4 separate regions of the Mus musculus genome follow, and regions 2, 3 and 4 are each linked to region 1. A link is a contact called in public promoter capture Hi-C data. All regions are on one chromosome and are shown on one strand. The core of a region is the stretch at or near the end of the contact, and the rest is flanking DNA. Distances in the headings are between cores, read along the strand shown. Region 1 holds the start of Ccdc114 (coiled-coil domain containing 114). Region 2 holds the start of Prrg2 (proline-rich Gla (G-carboxyglutamic acid) polypeptide 2). Region 3 holds the start of Rps11 (ribosomal protein S11). Region 4 holds the start of Cd37 (CD37 antigen).

Evidence for each region. Promoter capture Hi-C pulls out the DNA fragments that hold promoters and counts their contacts.
Region 2: a promoter capture Hi-C map of pre-B cells shows a contact between it and region 1, with 4 times the contacts expected there. The contact joins the promoter of Prrg2 here to the promoter of Ccdc114 in region 1. A contact is called at or near these places in 2 of 39 promoter capture datasets (liver and pre-B cells) and 1 of 115 datasets of contacts at active chromatin or transcription factors (pancreatic cancer cells).
Region 3: a promoter capture Hi-C map of pre-B cells shows a contact between it and region 1, with 4 times the contacts expected there. The contact joins the promoter of Rps11 here to the promoter of Ccdc114 in region 1. A contact is called at or near these places in 2 of 39 promoter capture datasets (neutrophils and pre-B cells), 1 of 115 datasets of contacts at active chromatin or transcription factors (memory CD8 T cells) and 1 of 9 other capture datasets (pancreatic islet).
Region 4: a promoter capture Hi-C map of neutrophils shows a contact between it and region 1, with 3 times the contacts expected there. The contact joins the promoter of Cd37 here to the promoter of Ccdc114 in region 1. A contact is called at or near these places in 4 of 39 promoter capture datasets (the C10 cell line, liver and neutrophils).

The regions. Positions count from the first base shown.
Region 1 is chr7:45,922,369-45,925,813 of GRCm38.p6, reverse strand. It overlaps Ccdc114 (coiled-coil domain containing 114), which reads right to left and starts at 1,599. Exons shown (of 15, transcript NM_001364168.1): 1 at 1,428-1,599; 2 at 1,225-1,316. The coding sequence starts at 1,294.
Region 2 is chr7:45,060,153-45,063,597 of GRCm38.p6, reverse strand. It overlaps Prrg2 (proline-rich Gla (G-carboxyglutamic acid) polypeptide 2), which reads left to right and starts at 1,946. Exons shown (of 7, transcript NM_022999.1): 1 at 1,946-2,010; 2 at 2,706-2,857; 3 at 3,212-3,393. The coding sequence starts at 2,773. It overlaps Nosip (nitric oxide synthase interacting protein), which reads right to left and starts at 1,169. Exons shown (of 9, transcript NM_025533.3): 1 at 1,067-1,169.
Region 3 is chr7:45,122,640-45,126,084 of GRCm38.p6, reverse strand. It overlaps Rps11 (ribosomal protein S11), which reads left to right and starts at 1,696. Exons shown (of 5, transcript NM_013725.4): 1 at 1,696-1,788; 2 at 2,535-2,666; 3 at 2,847-2,922; 4 at 3,127-3,256. The coding sequence starts at 1,774. Rpl13a (ribosomal protein L13A) reads left to right here. Exons shown (of 8, transcript NM_009438.5): 8 at 53-522. The coding sequence ends at 139. It overlaps Snord35b (small nucleolar RNA, C/D box 35B), which reads left to right and starts at 2,974; the gene lies at 2,974-3,060.
Region 4 is chr7:45,237,041-45,240,485 of GRCm38.p6, reverse strand. It overlaps Cd37 (CD37 antigen), which reads left to right and starts at 1,647. Exons shown (of 8, transcript NM_007645.4): 1 at 1,647-1,826; 2 at 1,914-1,986; 3 at 3,202-3,326; 4 at 3,410-3,445. The coding sequence starts at 1,758.

The DNA.
Region 1 (3,445 bases), core at 350-2,849:
TCGCCTTAGCCTCAGGCAGACTCTTCAGAAAAAAAAGGGCAAAAGTCAGTCACATTCTTCACCAAAATACCACAAAAAAAGTCTCTAGGCCATATACTCACATTCTTCTCTGAAAGCTTTTGAGCCAGGCCCCCACAGTTCAACTCATCCTCAGCACCAATGTCTTCTATGTTCCTACCAGGATGGCCCTTGAAGCCCCACTAAAAGCATTCCACTGCGTTCCAAAACGTCCCCAAATCCACATTCCTCCAAACAAAATCATGGTCAGACCTAGCAAAGCTATACCCCACTCCTGGTACCAATTTCTAGCTTAGTTAGGGTTTCCATTGCTGTGAAGAGACACCATGACTAAGGCAACTCTTATAAGGACAACATTTAAATGGGGCTGGCTTACAGGTTCAGAGGTTCAGTCCATCATGGCAGCATCCAGGCAGGCATGGTGCTGGAGGAGCTGAGTTCTATATATGTCTTTTTCCAGAGGCAAACAGGAAAAGACTGACTCCCAGGCACCTAGAAAGAGGGTCTCAAAGCCCACCTCCACAGTGATACACTTTCTCCAACAAGGCCATACCTACTCCAACTAGCCACACCTCCTCATAGTGCCACTCCCTGGGCCAAGCAGATACAAACCACTACACCATCCTTTCAATCTTTCCTACCAGCTTCCCACCCTCAGCTGAGAACTGACCCAAACCATGTCCACACTCCTACCCCAGCCACCCTAGCCATTTTTTTTTTTTTTTTGAGACAGGGTTTTACTATGTAGGGTTTTACTATGTAGCCCTGGTTGGTCTCAAACTATCTCCGCCTCCCCAGCAGAGATGAAAGATGTGTGCCGCCACACCAGTCCTTTTCTCTTTCTGTTTTAGTGTAGGAAGGTCCCAAGGGAGTTGCTTTTCTTCTCCCACCCCCTGGGTTCCCGAGTGGCACTCAGGCCGTCAGTTTGGTGCCAAGAGCCTTTACTAGGTAAGCCATCTCACGGGTCCTCCCCTAGCTCTCTTCTGGATGTTCTGGACCCCATTCAAACCACTCCTGAAGTCCAATGTCTGCCTAGACATCCCACTGCCTGGCTTGGCCCCACCACAGGCCAAGATCCCCCTGTTTGGGCTCGAATCTGCCCCCAGGAGAGGGCGCTCCTGGGAGGCCTCCCACCCCTGGCTCTGGAACTTGAAGAAGCTGAGAACAGAAAAGGAACTTCGGAGGAGATGGGGAATCATGAATTACCTGATCCCTCCAGGAAGATCTCGCTTCCTTCTTCGGAGCGGGCGCTCCTGGTGGGTGGACCCAAACGCATCCTCGACATAGCGGTGGAGCTCCTGCAAGGGCACACCAGCCTCAGAGAGCGCAAGCCAGCGCACAGAGCGACCAAACAGCACTGCGGCCTCTCTGAGCCTCGACCCTTCAAGGACTACTGGGATATCGCTCACCCCAAAAACACACAATCTGGACCCTGCGGCTTGACTCAGACTCGGTCCCTGGGCAGCTTCTCCGCACCTCGGAACCCCGGCCGGATTGGGGTGGGGTGGGAGGCGAGGTCAAGGTTCTACCTGCTTGAGTGCCTGACCAGTCGCTGTAGCTCCACTCTCACTGTTGTAGTCTGGTTACTGGGGAGACAAGGGGCCAATAAGGCCTGAGGACAGCGGAAGGGGCGGGCAGGAGAGATCAGTGGAAGACTCAGCCAACTTTAGTCTTGGACCCAGAGGAGGCCAGGCCAGAGCAGGGGCAGGCCAGAAGACGGGCCTGAGTGGGCGGGGGCAGGGCTGAGAAGACCCTAGAGAACAGCGGTTCTCAACCAGTGAGTCGCGACCCCGTTGTAGCCTCCAACGACCTTTTCACAAGGAGTCACCAGAGACCATCGGACAACACAGATGTTTGCATTACAATACATAACTGTAGCAAAACTACAGATATTTATGAAGTAGCAACAAAAATAATTTTACGGTAGGGCGGGTAAACACAACATAAAGAACTATATTAAAGGGACGCAGCATTAGAAAGGTTGAGAATCCCCGCCATAGAAAGAGCCAGGGGAGTCAAGGGAGTGGAGGTTAGGAGAGCGGGGAAGGGGAGGAGCATAGGTAGGATCAAGGGCGGAGCCTGGGGAAGATCTCATTGTAAAAGGGGAGGGGAGAAAGTGTAGTACTAAGAGGCGGAGCCAGAGGCTGTTAATAAAAGGAGGAGGGGCTCGGATGCTATAAGGGGCAGGATTGCAAGCAGAGGGTGGCATCAGTCCTGTACAGAGCGTTAACTATAGGGGAGAGATGCTCACGGTCTGTAAGGGGCGGGGACTAGAAGGGAGCGGCCGGCGAGTTTAGTGAGAAGGCGGGGCCTTGGGTTTGGGGGCGGGGCGGGCCCTGTTATTTAAAAAGAGCCAAGCGAGGTGCTGGAGATTGACTTGAATGCCTGGGAGGGACACTCGTGGGGCTCGGGACTATGGGCAGTGGAAACTGAAGGGAAACGTTTAGAAGACTAGACTTTGGGACTAGGCAGGGTCCTTCGGGGTCCAAGAAGTGCGTGCCTTGGACTGGTTATTTGGGAAATTCATGGTTTGGAGGAACGCTCACCACGATCTCAGTTCCTACACAGGTTCACTACGCATGCGCAACCAACGGTTTGGGGCCACGCAGGGCAGAGCCGGAAGTGGGAGTGGGCGGAACCTCCAGCGGTCCCATCTGGCCAAGCTCTTCATCCCACGTGGTCCTCTTGCAAGCGGGCTGTGGACGCCACTGCCTGAAGGCTGGGTGTGCCCGACGCCTGCGGTTTCCTGTGGGAGGAAGTGCTGCGATGCCGCGCTCCTTAGAGGCTTGGGCAGGGGAGATCCCACCACCCCTACCTCTAGTGTCTCCAGATACTTCCACTTCTATTGGGCACTATTGTTGGGGATTCCCTAAACGCCTCCCCTAGGCACCCCAAGTACCGAACTTTTTCAACTCTCAAGGAATATTAAAACATCCCAGCTGGCTTCTCAGCCAGTGGAGCTTCCTTGCTCCTGGTCCACACTCCTCCCAGGCCTGGGATGCAGCCTCCTGTCCCTGCAATCATGGAGAAGTACAAGCTTCCATCCCAGCCCCCCAATTTTGTCCTCAGTGACCCACTCTCTACTCTCTCCAGGGTCAGAGTTAGACTTCCCCTTGTTTCTGTCCCCCTCCTCCATCCATCCTCATTTAAGATTCCAAACTTTAGCTTCCGGACGCACTGGCCTCAAGTCTTTGCCCTTTCTCCAATTACTAGAGCCAGAGTTCCCTCGACTCCACTCGGGGCTCCAAAGCCCGCTCTAAGTTGTACAGTATTACCAGGCACTGCTCTAGATCTAAGCTAGCCGCGATGCTATCCCTCTTTTACAGATGAAGGAAAATAGTGGAGACGTCATCAGTAACGCCTATGGTCACACTGCCAATGGATGCTGCAGAGGCTGTGCTGTGTGGTACCCAGCTCCCAGTCTCGC
Region 2 (3,445 bases), core at 697-3,196, 860 kb after region 1:
CATAAAATAAAAGGAAAGCATTTCTTTTCTTTTCCTTTCCTTTTCTTTTCAGGATAGTGTCTCACTATGTAGCCCTGGCTGGTCTCAAACTCAGGAAAATCCATCTACCTCTGCGCCCAGTTCTGGGATCAAAGATGTGTCTACCATACCCCTTTAAATAAATCTCCTTCTGGGGGCTTTCAAATGTCCTACGTTCTTTGTGAATTTTACATCATGCACCCTAATCCCACCCATCCCCCCCCTCGTTACTTTAAATAAATCTTTTTTTTTTTGCCACTGCCCAGCTAATAAATCTTAATCTCCTTAGAGATATTTAGTGAAATTCGATGCAGCCTGGACTACATGTCACCTTGCCTCAAAAAAATACAATAATCGTTGGGGTGGTGGCGCACGCCTTTAATCCCAGCACTTGGGAGTCAGAGGCAGGCGGATTTCTGAGTTGGAGGCCAGCCTGGTCTACAGAGCTAGTTCCAGGACAGCCAGAGCTACACAGAGAAACCCTGTCTCGAAAAGCCAAAAAACAAAAACGAACAATGGGGCGGGGGGGGGGGGGTAATAAGTGCTAGGTGTGGTGGTGCACACTTTTAATCTCAACACTTGGGCGGCAGAGGTTGGCGGATCTTTGTGAGTTTGAGGCTAACTACATAGCGAGTTCTATAACAGCAAGGGCTACATACTGAGACTCGGTCTCAAGCAGAATAAAATATTTTAATTGCTTCAAGGAACCTTCAAGGGTCCAAACCACTACTGCTCATTCCCCTCCTCACCATTGTCTAGAAATCCGACCTCAACTCTCACTAACACAGGGAACCCCAAGTTCCCCCTCACTTGGTCCGCATCACTCCTCTACTGCGGAACTACATTTTCTACAACCAGCCAGGATGAGGGAGACAGTACAAGGCATCCTGGGAAATGTAGTTCGTCTTCCAACCTAGGCGTTCAAGAGCGCTGTTAATGATTGACAGGGATTCGGAGTGCGAAACCTTATCCTACCTCCCTCAGAACTGCAAATTTCTCCCACAAGAAGGAAACTTGGCGACGCGACCCCTCACCGCCTGCAGCTTACCTCAAGAGCGGTTATCCGGCTTGTCGTTGCTTCAACTACGTCCCGAACCGGAAAAAGAGTACTGTTTTTAAACTCTACTCCTCCTACTTCCGCCCGACAGGAGGAGACCGGAAATAATTCTGCCCCTAGTCGCGGAGGCGCTTCGCCTGGCTTGGTAAGTGCTTTCTTCTTCTCTTCCATCCCCCCGGAAACGTGAGTGACTACTCGAAGGTTCCGGTGAGCGAAAGTGGTTTGACTCTGGGAGACACCCTAGCCTGTTCTAGGCATTACCCAGAGCGGGGCAGTTGCTTTGAGTCTCTTCAAGTTTGAGTTTGGAGACTTAACTCTGTCACCCGAAGAGACTGATATCCAGTTCCCCAAATATATTACTTATTTTTTCCCCCATTGCATCTTAAGAGTCGATAAGTGAGAACTCTTTCCCCTATTATAGAAAAAACAATTTTCAAAGATCTCGAGACTAAACTGTTCAAGTTATCCTCAGGAAACAGATTTATTGTGGTACCGCCCAGTTATTCTAGGAACCAAAGAATTCCCTTCCCACCAGTGTGTAGATCTCTTGAGACCTAAGATTTATTTTCCTGGCTCTGCCAAGTCGTCTGTAGAGAGAGACTCGGGCTGGACAAGTAGGGAAGAGGAGACTCTAATAAAGCCCCCTAGATCCCTCCATGGTGTCGGAAAGCCTTGTTTCTTCTGTGTGGGGCCGTGGCACTGAAGACCTTGATCCTATGGTCCCTTTAAGTACTTTGTCCCTTACCTGAGTCCCTCCCAAAGAAGGTAATCAGTAGCCCCGCCCCCTCGCCAGTAGCCGGCTCGGGCCTAGTAACCCAGGAGGAGCTCCCCTCCTCTCCTCCCCTCCCCTCTTGCCTACCCCTTTGCACAGCTGGCTACTCTGACCCAGAGGGCCTTCGTTAAAGAAGAGAGGCAGAGCTCCCAGCCCTGGCCAGGTAAGTGGGTGCATGCTCCCCGAGAAACTCCTGGGCAGAGGATCTGGTGTCCTGATTCCCCACGTTATTGGGATCTAGAAACTTGGGACCCAAGCTCTAGGCTGTGGATCCCCAGGGCTCTGTCTCCTCAAGCCTTCAAGACCTAGAAATATACGACCTGATCTGTCGTGTAGTCTCTGATCTCTGAGGCTCGATGAGGCAACAGGTAGAGGGAGGCTGACTTGGAATGTAATCTGCTGGGCTGGAAGGGAAGAGGGTTGATGATGAGCTTGTTTAAATGCCTACTGTGTGTTGTCAGGTTTGTGATAGGTAGAGAAAGCAAGCCTCAGCAACTGTGTGCTTATCATTGTCACCTCCAAAGTCCTCCTCTGACATTCGAAAACCTGGTACAATAGGCAAATGACTTTACTACCTGGTAACACGTTCTTCACCTATAAAAATGGCAGGAGTAATAGGACTGGCTTGAAAATTAAGATGAGCCAGGCAGTGGTGGCACACCTTTAATCCCAGCGCTTGGGAGGCAGAGGCAGGCAGAGTTCTGAGTTTGAGGCCAGCCTGCTCTACAGAGTGAGTTCCAGGACAGCCAGGGCTACACAGACAGAGAAACCCTGTCTTGATAAAGTCCTGAGTTGATAAAGACCCACGGTGTCTGGCATGGGACACGAGTTGGTTACTTGCTTTTATCATGATGGCAGAGTGCGGGCAGGGAGTCCTGGCCTCCTAACTCCGCTGCAGCATTTGTCATCTGGGAGTCCACACAGTATGAGGGGCCGTCCTTCCCTGCTCTTAGTCTATATGGGATTGGCCACCTGCCTGGACACCTCACCTCACAGAGAGCAAAACCAAGGTGAGTGTTTGAGTCTCTTCAAGTTTGAAGGTGAGTGTTTGGAGAAGAGCCTTGCAGAGGTTTAGTTCTGCCTCTCCCTAGCCAGGAGACTTCCTAGATTCCTGGACCCGGACGCTTCTCCCTCAGATCCTAGGGTCTGTGCCCCGGCTTCTCCCCTCAGATCCACATGGTCACCCCCTGCTTCAGAAGTAGAGTTCCAGACTCCAGTCTTCCTCCTTCATGCCCAATGGTGAAAACTCTGTCCCCTCTTGCTCAGGGTTCTCCAGGCCTGGTCCGTACCCCTAGGACCCCATAGTTCTTTGTCTTCTTTGTCCTCTATCCTAAGGACTCTGCTTTTGACTCTGATGTCCTTAGTTCTTGACATCTTCCTGGATGCCCCAGAGGCCCAGAGTTTCTTAGTTGGCCGCAGGCGTTTTCCTCGTGCTAACCACTGGGACCTGGAGTTGCTGACCCCTGGGAACCTGGAACGGGAGTGTCTGGAGGAGAGGTGCTCCTGGGAGGAGGCCCGGGAGTACTTTGAGGACAACACACTGACGGTGAGGGCCTCAGAGGACCCTGGCATCGAGGGCCTGTCCGCCTTCTCTAGGT
Region 3 (3,445 bases), core at 447-2,946, 800 kb after region 1:
GGGGGCGCAGGTGAGAAGCAACCGCTCTGACATGTGTCTTTTCACACCACAGAGGTTACGGAAACAGGCAGAAAAGAATGTGGAGAAGAAAATCTGCAAGTTCACAGAGGTCCTCAAGACCAACGGACTCCTGGTGTGAACCCAATAAAGACTGTTTGCCTCATGCCTGCCTGGCCTGCCCTTCCTCCGCCGCCAACTAGGGAAGTGGGGACCAAAGGTTCCTTAGGCACTGCTCCTGTGGGTAGAGGGGACATTAGAGAGCTGACAGCGCACCACCTGCATGAGTTTTTATTAAAGTGCAAACCATGGGATGAATCAGTTGAGCTTCAGTGTTGAAAATGAGTAGCAGGGCTGCCCCACCCACCTGACCAAGTACCCTATTCTGCAGCTATGAAAATGAGATCTGCACATGAGCTGGGGTTCACAAGTGCACACTTGGAGCACTGCCTTGCTCCTTCCCAGCAGACCACAAAGCAGTATTTTTCTGGAGGATTTTATGTGCTAATAAATTATTTGACTTAAGTGTGTACGATGTGTGCTGTGCAGAGAGGGGCAGAGGGCACCAGCAGGTCATCTGCATGGGGGGCCCCTTTGGGTGAATCCTTGCTCACGGGATAGGCTTTGTTGCTCAAAAGTTGCAGATATACATCTTGGGTCCTGTCCTAGATGGTGTTACTGTAAGTCAGCACCAAGATACAAGAGCTGGTACCTGGACTGTAGGAGGTCAGGCCATGACACAAAGGCTGGGACTAAAGGCATTTACCACGCCTGAGTCTTCTGGTTCTTTAAACATCAAATCCTTCCGGGGGCTGGCGAGATGGCTCAGTGGTTAAGAGCACAGACTGCTCTTACGAAGGATCCGAGTTCAAATCCCAGCAACCAAATGGTGCCTAACAACTATCCATAATGAAATCTGATGCCCTCTTCTGGAGTATCTGAGAACAGCTACAGTGTACTTACATATAATCTTAAAAATGCTTCCCATGTTAACCACCACTAGAGTTTTTATTACAGCTAGCTGACCTGGAAGCCAAGTCCTTATGCCTCCGTGAGTGCTGGGGTTAAAAAGATCCAGCACCACTCAAAATGTCAATCTATTTTGAAAATATGCTTTATACTGTTCTAGCCCATCTGTGCAGGGCTAGAACGGTGAATACGAGAAACTGACACAAGCTTTTGCCACCTGGCTAAATGGTTCCTCTATTACCTGGGGTGGTCACCTAAGGTTAGACACTCATCCACGAGTAGTCAGGACATAAACCCATCAAAGTGTGGGTAGACGCGCAGCCTGAGATACTGTCAACAAAGGACATGCGACCTTGGTGACGTCGGCCTTTAATAAAAGGAAGAAAGGTTGACTATTCGGTCGACGCTGGCTGCTCCTGACATCGTATGGCAGATACTCTGCTGTAAAGCGGTTCACCCCTTTCTTGAGACCCGCTCTGCACGGCCGCTTCTCTCTGGAAACTGAATCCCAGCACGTGTTTCCCAACCCGTACGGCACGCCTTCTCCGCCCTAAGCCTCGCCGTACCACATGATGCACGTTTCCTCCACATCGTGCTCCTGAAATCTCGCGAGATGATAGGATCTTCCCGCCCCTTAGTCCTCCCCCGTCATGGCGGCGTACGGACAGTCCCAGGAACGCGGGCTCTCGCCGGAAGTACCTCCCACCTCCGTGAGGATAACCCCGCGTCACTTCCGCCCCGACCTCGCGTGGTGAATAAGGAAGCCGGGAGCGGCCCTGCCTCTCCCTTTCTCCGGCGGCCGGGAAGATGGCGGACATTCAGGTTCGAGCGTTTAGTTGCTTTCCCCCGACGCTTCGGTGTGGAGCGTATCCCTTGGCGTCCTCGTTGTCTTACGCATTAGCTGAAGCGAGGATGCCTGCGAATGCCTTCGTCTCAGGCGGCTCGGAAATCCGGGCTCTACGCAGTAATGGGGTCCCTGGCGCTTCGGGAGTTGGTTCTTAAAGCTCAGAGCTTAACGGGTGAGGGATTGTGGCGGGAGGAGGGCATCCTGCGGCGCGGGAGTCCTGCGGCGGCAGAGCCGGGGACACTGGGTAAAGCAGGTTTTTTCCCCTTGATGGAGACTGAGGCCCGGACCTCGTGCGCTCTACGGCAGGGCTGCGGTCCCGACCTCGCTGTAGTTTTCAGTGTGAGCGCAGCTCTGGCCTCGATGAGCTTAGGCTTGTCTTAAACTTGCCATCCTGCCTCAACCTCAACCGGGATGACAGATCCGGCCCACCAGGCTCGGCTACGTGGACATAAGCTTGAATCCCGAATGAGTGGATTTGTATGTTTTGGAGGTCCAGTCTGGCTGAAAAGCTCTTTTTGATCTCAGCCGTGAGTTCTGCAGGCTGTGGAGGTGTTAGATGGGACGCAGTGTGTGAGCTAAACTAGACTTGGGGTGGTTGGAGAGCCCTGACCAGCCGGTTTTGGCGATTGGGGCAAATAAGGTTGAAGGTAGGAAGGAAGAAATATTGTCTCTGATTTCCTTGAACTTTACCTGCAACCTCACCAAATTCTCATCCCTACAGACGGAGCGTGCTTACCAAAAGCAGCCTACGATCTTTCAAAACAAGAAGCGGGTTCTGCTGGGAGAAACCGGCAAGGAAAAACTCCCTCGGTACTACAAGAATATCGGTCTAGGCTTCAAGACGCCTAAAGAGGTACAGGACCCTCCAGCAGATGAGATCCCTGCTGCCCTGCACGTGTGGGAGCACAGCCACCCCGCCCCCTTCACAGTGGCTTCCCATGGGCCCCTGGGAATTGTAGTATGGGCCCTGAGGCGTCATCCTTGGTTCTGTTTAGGAAGTGGTAATCTAAACCCCACTTTCTTAACTTTGCAGGCTATTGAGGGTACCTACATAGACAAGAAATGCCCCTTCACTGGTAACGTCTCCATCCGAGGTCGGATCCTGTCTGGTGAGTGGGATGTTGGAAGGGTGGTTCTAGGTTCCTGCGTCCAGGGGCGCTGGCAAGTGATGTCTGTTCTCACGATGGTCTTCAGATGTCCTCTAGGGCACTGCTGAGACAGCCAGTTGACAAAGCTGATGCCATAAATGGAGCTTCTTGGGAGCCCCGTTCAACTGACTCCTACCTGCTAACACCTTTCTGTTACTCTCCCAGGTGTCGTGACGAAGATGAAGATGCAGAGGACCATTGTCATCCGCCGGGACTATCTCCATTACATCCGAAAGTACAATCGCTTTGAGAAGCGTCACAAGAACATGTCTGTGCACCTGTCCCCCTGTTTCAGGTGACTCTGGTAGCTTGGGATAATGACTCTAGACAAGACAGTCACTGGCTAGGCTGGAGGTGTCCCATGGGCAGAGCAGTGTGGGGTCCAGGAGTGTGTAGACTGCTGTGTGAACGTCTGGGAACTAGAAGTTGTAGTTTGTTAGTCTTAGCAACTGCGTAGATGGTGACTGGTTGGGTGGAGCAAGGG
Region 4 (3,445 bases), core at 398-2,897, 690 kb after region 1:
CACACACACACACACACACAAAGGCCAATTAGGGATTTTAAGGACAGCAGATAAGAATTAAAAACTGGCAAATGAGAGGCCCAGATGTGCCACCAAACGGTGTTCCATCCCAGACCCCACAGGAGGAAGGGAAGATAAGCTAAGTGTCTCAACCTATCTGTCCGATTATTGGGACAATGAAGCACAAAGAAAGGGGAATCTCCCCCTAGGAATCTCATGCTGGGAAAGGGAAAAGATGCCAACCAATGGTTAGCGTGTCCCTGAATAGGATTTCACACGGCTCTAAGAGCTTGGGCGACCACAGGTTGAGGTTGAAGCCCAGACGATGGTGGGTCAGTGGTGGGTAGGACCGCATGGTGGACTGCATAGACATGCATAACATTAGCCTTCTATTTACACCTCAGTCTCAGTGAGGGACCCCAAAAATGAATTGAAGGGGATCACCAGATCGCTTTGTGCCCTTCTAAATGTGACCACACTGTGTGTAAACCTTTTTCTGTTTCCTCTAGAAATTTGGTTCTTTTACTTGGCTTATTGGAGATGGCAGAACCTGCCTTGGAGCACAGCCTGTGGCAGGAGAGGCCCAGTCCCGAAAATTTATCTATCTTCTGCCCTCTATAAGCACCATGTGGCGCAGACATACACACACACACACATCGTTAAAATTTTTTTAAAAAAAGATGAACAGCTTCCAATGTTGTCCTCTGGCCTCCAAAGGCGCGCGCGCGCACACACACACACACACACACACACACACACACACACACACTAACACATACAAATACACATACAGAAAGAAAATAGATGAGACATGTCTCAGAAGGCAGCTGCTGTCCCAGAGAACTAGGCTTTGGGTAGATAGGTGATAGGAACTTCCCACATTAGAAATCTGTGAGGAACTGGGGACTTGACAAGTGTCAGGGACTTCTTTCTGGGCACATCATAGGAAACTTTGAAGATGCTAGGTATGCTCAAGTGACCCCCACTCCAGTGCCTGGCTTTTCTGGGGCCTCCTCCCCTCAGGTTTCTCCGCAGAGGTAGGAAGTGCCATCTGAGGTTCACTTCCTCCACCGGATATTCAGGCACTGCCTCGCTGCCCTCCTCACTCCTGGGACTGTCACACCTCCTCTGCAGCCCTTTCACTTCCCCAGGGGTCCAACCCTGGCCCCCAAGCACATCGGAGCACCTGCTCTAGAAGAAAGAGAGCAAAGAGAGAGACCCAGGGAAAGAGACACACAGGACAGAGACCGCAAAGGCCCAGAGAGACAGAGACAGAGAGGCAGAGACAGCGCGGTGGCTCGAGGCTAATGGGTGCTAAGCAGAAGATCACAGGGTGCAGGGGGCGGAGCCAGTAGCCAGTGAGGTCAGAGTGTCTGTGAGGTTGAACTCTGCAGAAACAACCTTGAAGTCCCAGGACCCACGTGAGTGGAAGTCCATCAGAAGCCCCTGTGCGCCCTGCCTGAGCTATGGACACCTGCGAGGAACCCATTGTGTCCCTGGCACCCACATATTCCAAGGACCCTCAGGTACTGCTGTGCACTCGATGGAACCCTGAAGAAGATAGGGCCCCCGCTGACAGTCACTAAATGAACAGGGCGGGGTGGAGCTCCACCCCCCCGGAACTTCCTCTTTCTCTGCCGGTTTCCTTTGTGCCTCTCAGTCTCTGTCTTTCTTTGCCCACTATTCCCCTTCCCCCCTGCGGCCAACACCTCTTCTGTCTGGGTTTCTCGAGTGGGTCATTCCCCATCTAGGCGAAGATGTCCGCCCAAGAGAGTTGCCTCAGCCTCATCAAGTACTTCCTCTTCGTTTTCAACCTCTTCTTCTTTGTGAGTCTACTCATGGCTACCCAGCCGGGGTTCCAGGGCCACAGTGGCCCTTGATCCGCCCTAGCCTCATTTCTTCTCTTCCCCTAGGTACTAGGCGGCCTGATTTTCTGCTTCGGCACCTGGATCCTCATTGACAAGACCAGCTTCGTGTCCTTTGTGGGTGAGGGGGGCTGCGCAGTAGGGGAGGGTCTTTGGACTTGAACCCAGAATCCCACCCCAAGGCATCTCCTGATATCTCACTCGCCCTGGGGAGGCCCTCAATAGCTACTATCTTCCCAGGTAGGGCTCCAGCTCTGACTGGCACCCCACTGGCACTGCCAGTAAGCTGGATGTGTGCTGGTAAGTAGGAAGTGTAAAGCAGATGTAGCCGGTCATGCCTGTCATCCCAGCACGCAGGAGGTGGGAGATCAGGAGTTCCAGGCCATCCTAGACTACACAGTGGGTTGGAGCCCAGGCTGGATAATGAGGTCCTGCCTCCAAAACAACCACAGCACCATGAGGTCGCGGTTAGGAACAGTAATAACAGAAATAATAGCTATTTCTCAAATACTTCCTGTGTCTCATTTTGGACTGGAACTCAGAGACTCTCCCTTGTTGAGGTTCAGAGAAGGGAAGTCTTTTGCTGGGTGTCACACAGCCAGGAAGGGGAAGAGCAAAAATAAAGTAATAATAACAAGGAAACCATTTAAGGAGGGGACACCAAAACCATAGCAACTCAGACTCACCACATTGACCGCTGAATTGAACAGCGTTTTCATTCGAACCTCGCTCAGAACAATTCTAGGATATATGTGGTGGCCCACACCTGACATTCCAGCATGGGGAGGTGTAGGTGGGAAGATCACAAGGTTCCAGGTTACCCCTGGCTACTGAGTCCGAGGCCAGCCTGAGTTACCTGAGACTCTGTCTCAAGAAAAAAGAAAAAAGGAAAGGAAAGGAAAGGAAAGGAAAGGAAAGGAAAGGAAAGTCCAGGAAATCGATCCTTTATTTCTTTGCCCTCAAAAAGTTTAAGAAATGGATTCAGCTGGGCATGGTGGCACATGTCTTTAGTCCCAACACTTGGGAGGCAGAGGTGGGCAGATCTCTGTGAGTTCAAGGCCACCTAGAGTACAGAGTTCCAGGAAGGCCAGGGCTGTTACACAGAGAAATCTTCTCTGAGAGAGAGAGAGAAAGAGAGAGAGAGAGAGAGAGAGAGAGAGAGAGAGAGAGAGAGAGAGAGAGGAGAAAGCACCTCAGCGTGGGGCAGAAGCAGAGGCCCACCCAGGCAGATTCAGAGGAAGGGACACGGGGATCCAAGAGTCACGGCCTTCCTGGGTGGCCGAGTGGAGCTGCTGTCCTCTCCTCCACCCACTCTCACTGCTTGTCACCACCTCAGGTTTGTCCTTCGTGCCACTGCAGACTTGGTCCAAGGTCCTGGCTGTCTCAGGTGTCCTCACCATGGCCCTGGCTCTCCTGGGCTGTGTGGGGGCTCTAAAGGAGCTGCGCTGTCTCCTGGGCCTGGTGAGTGGCATTCCCCACCCCCCGTTTCGGGCCAGCCCCTGGGAGACCCGAGGGGCTGAACTCCCCCTCCACTCTGTCCTCAGTATTTTGGAATGCTGCTGCTCCTGTTTGCCACACAG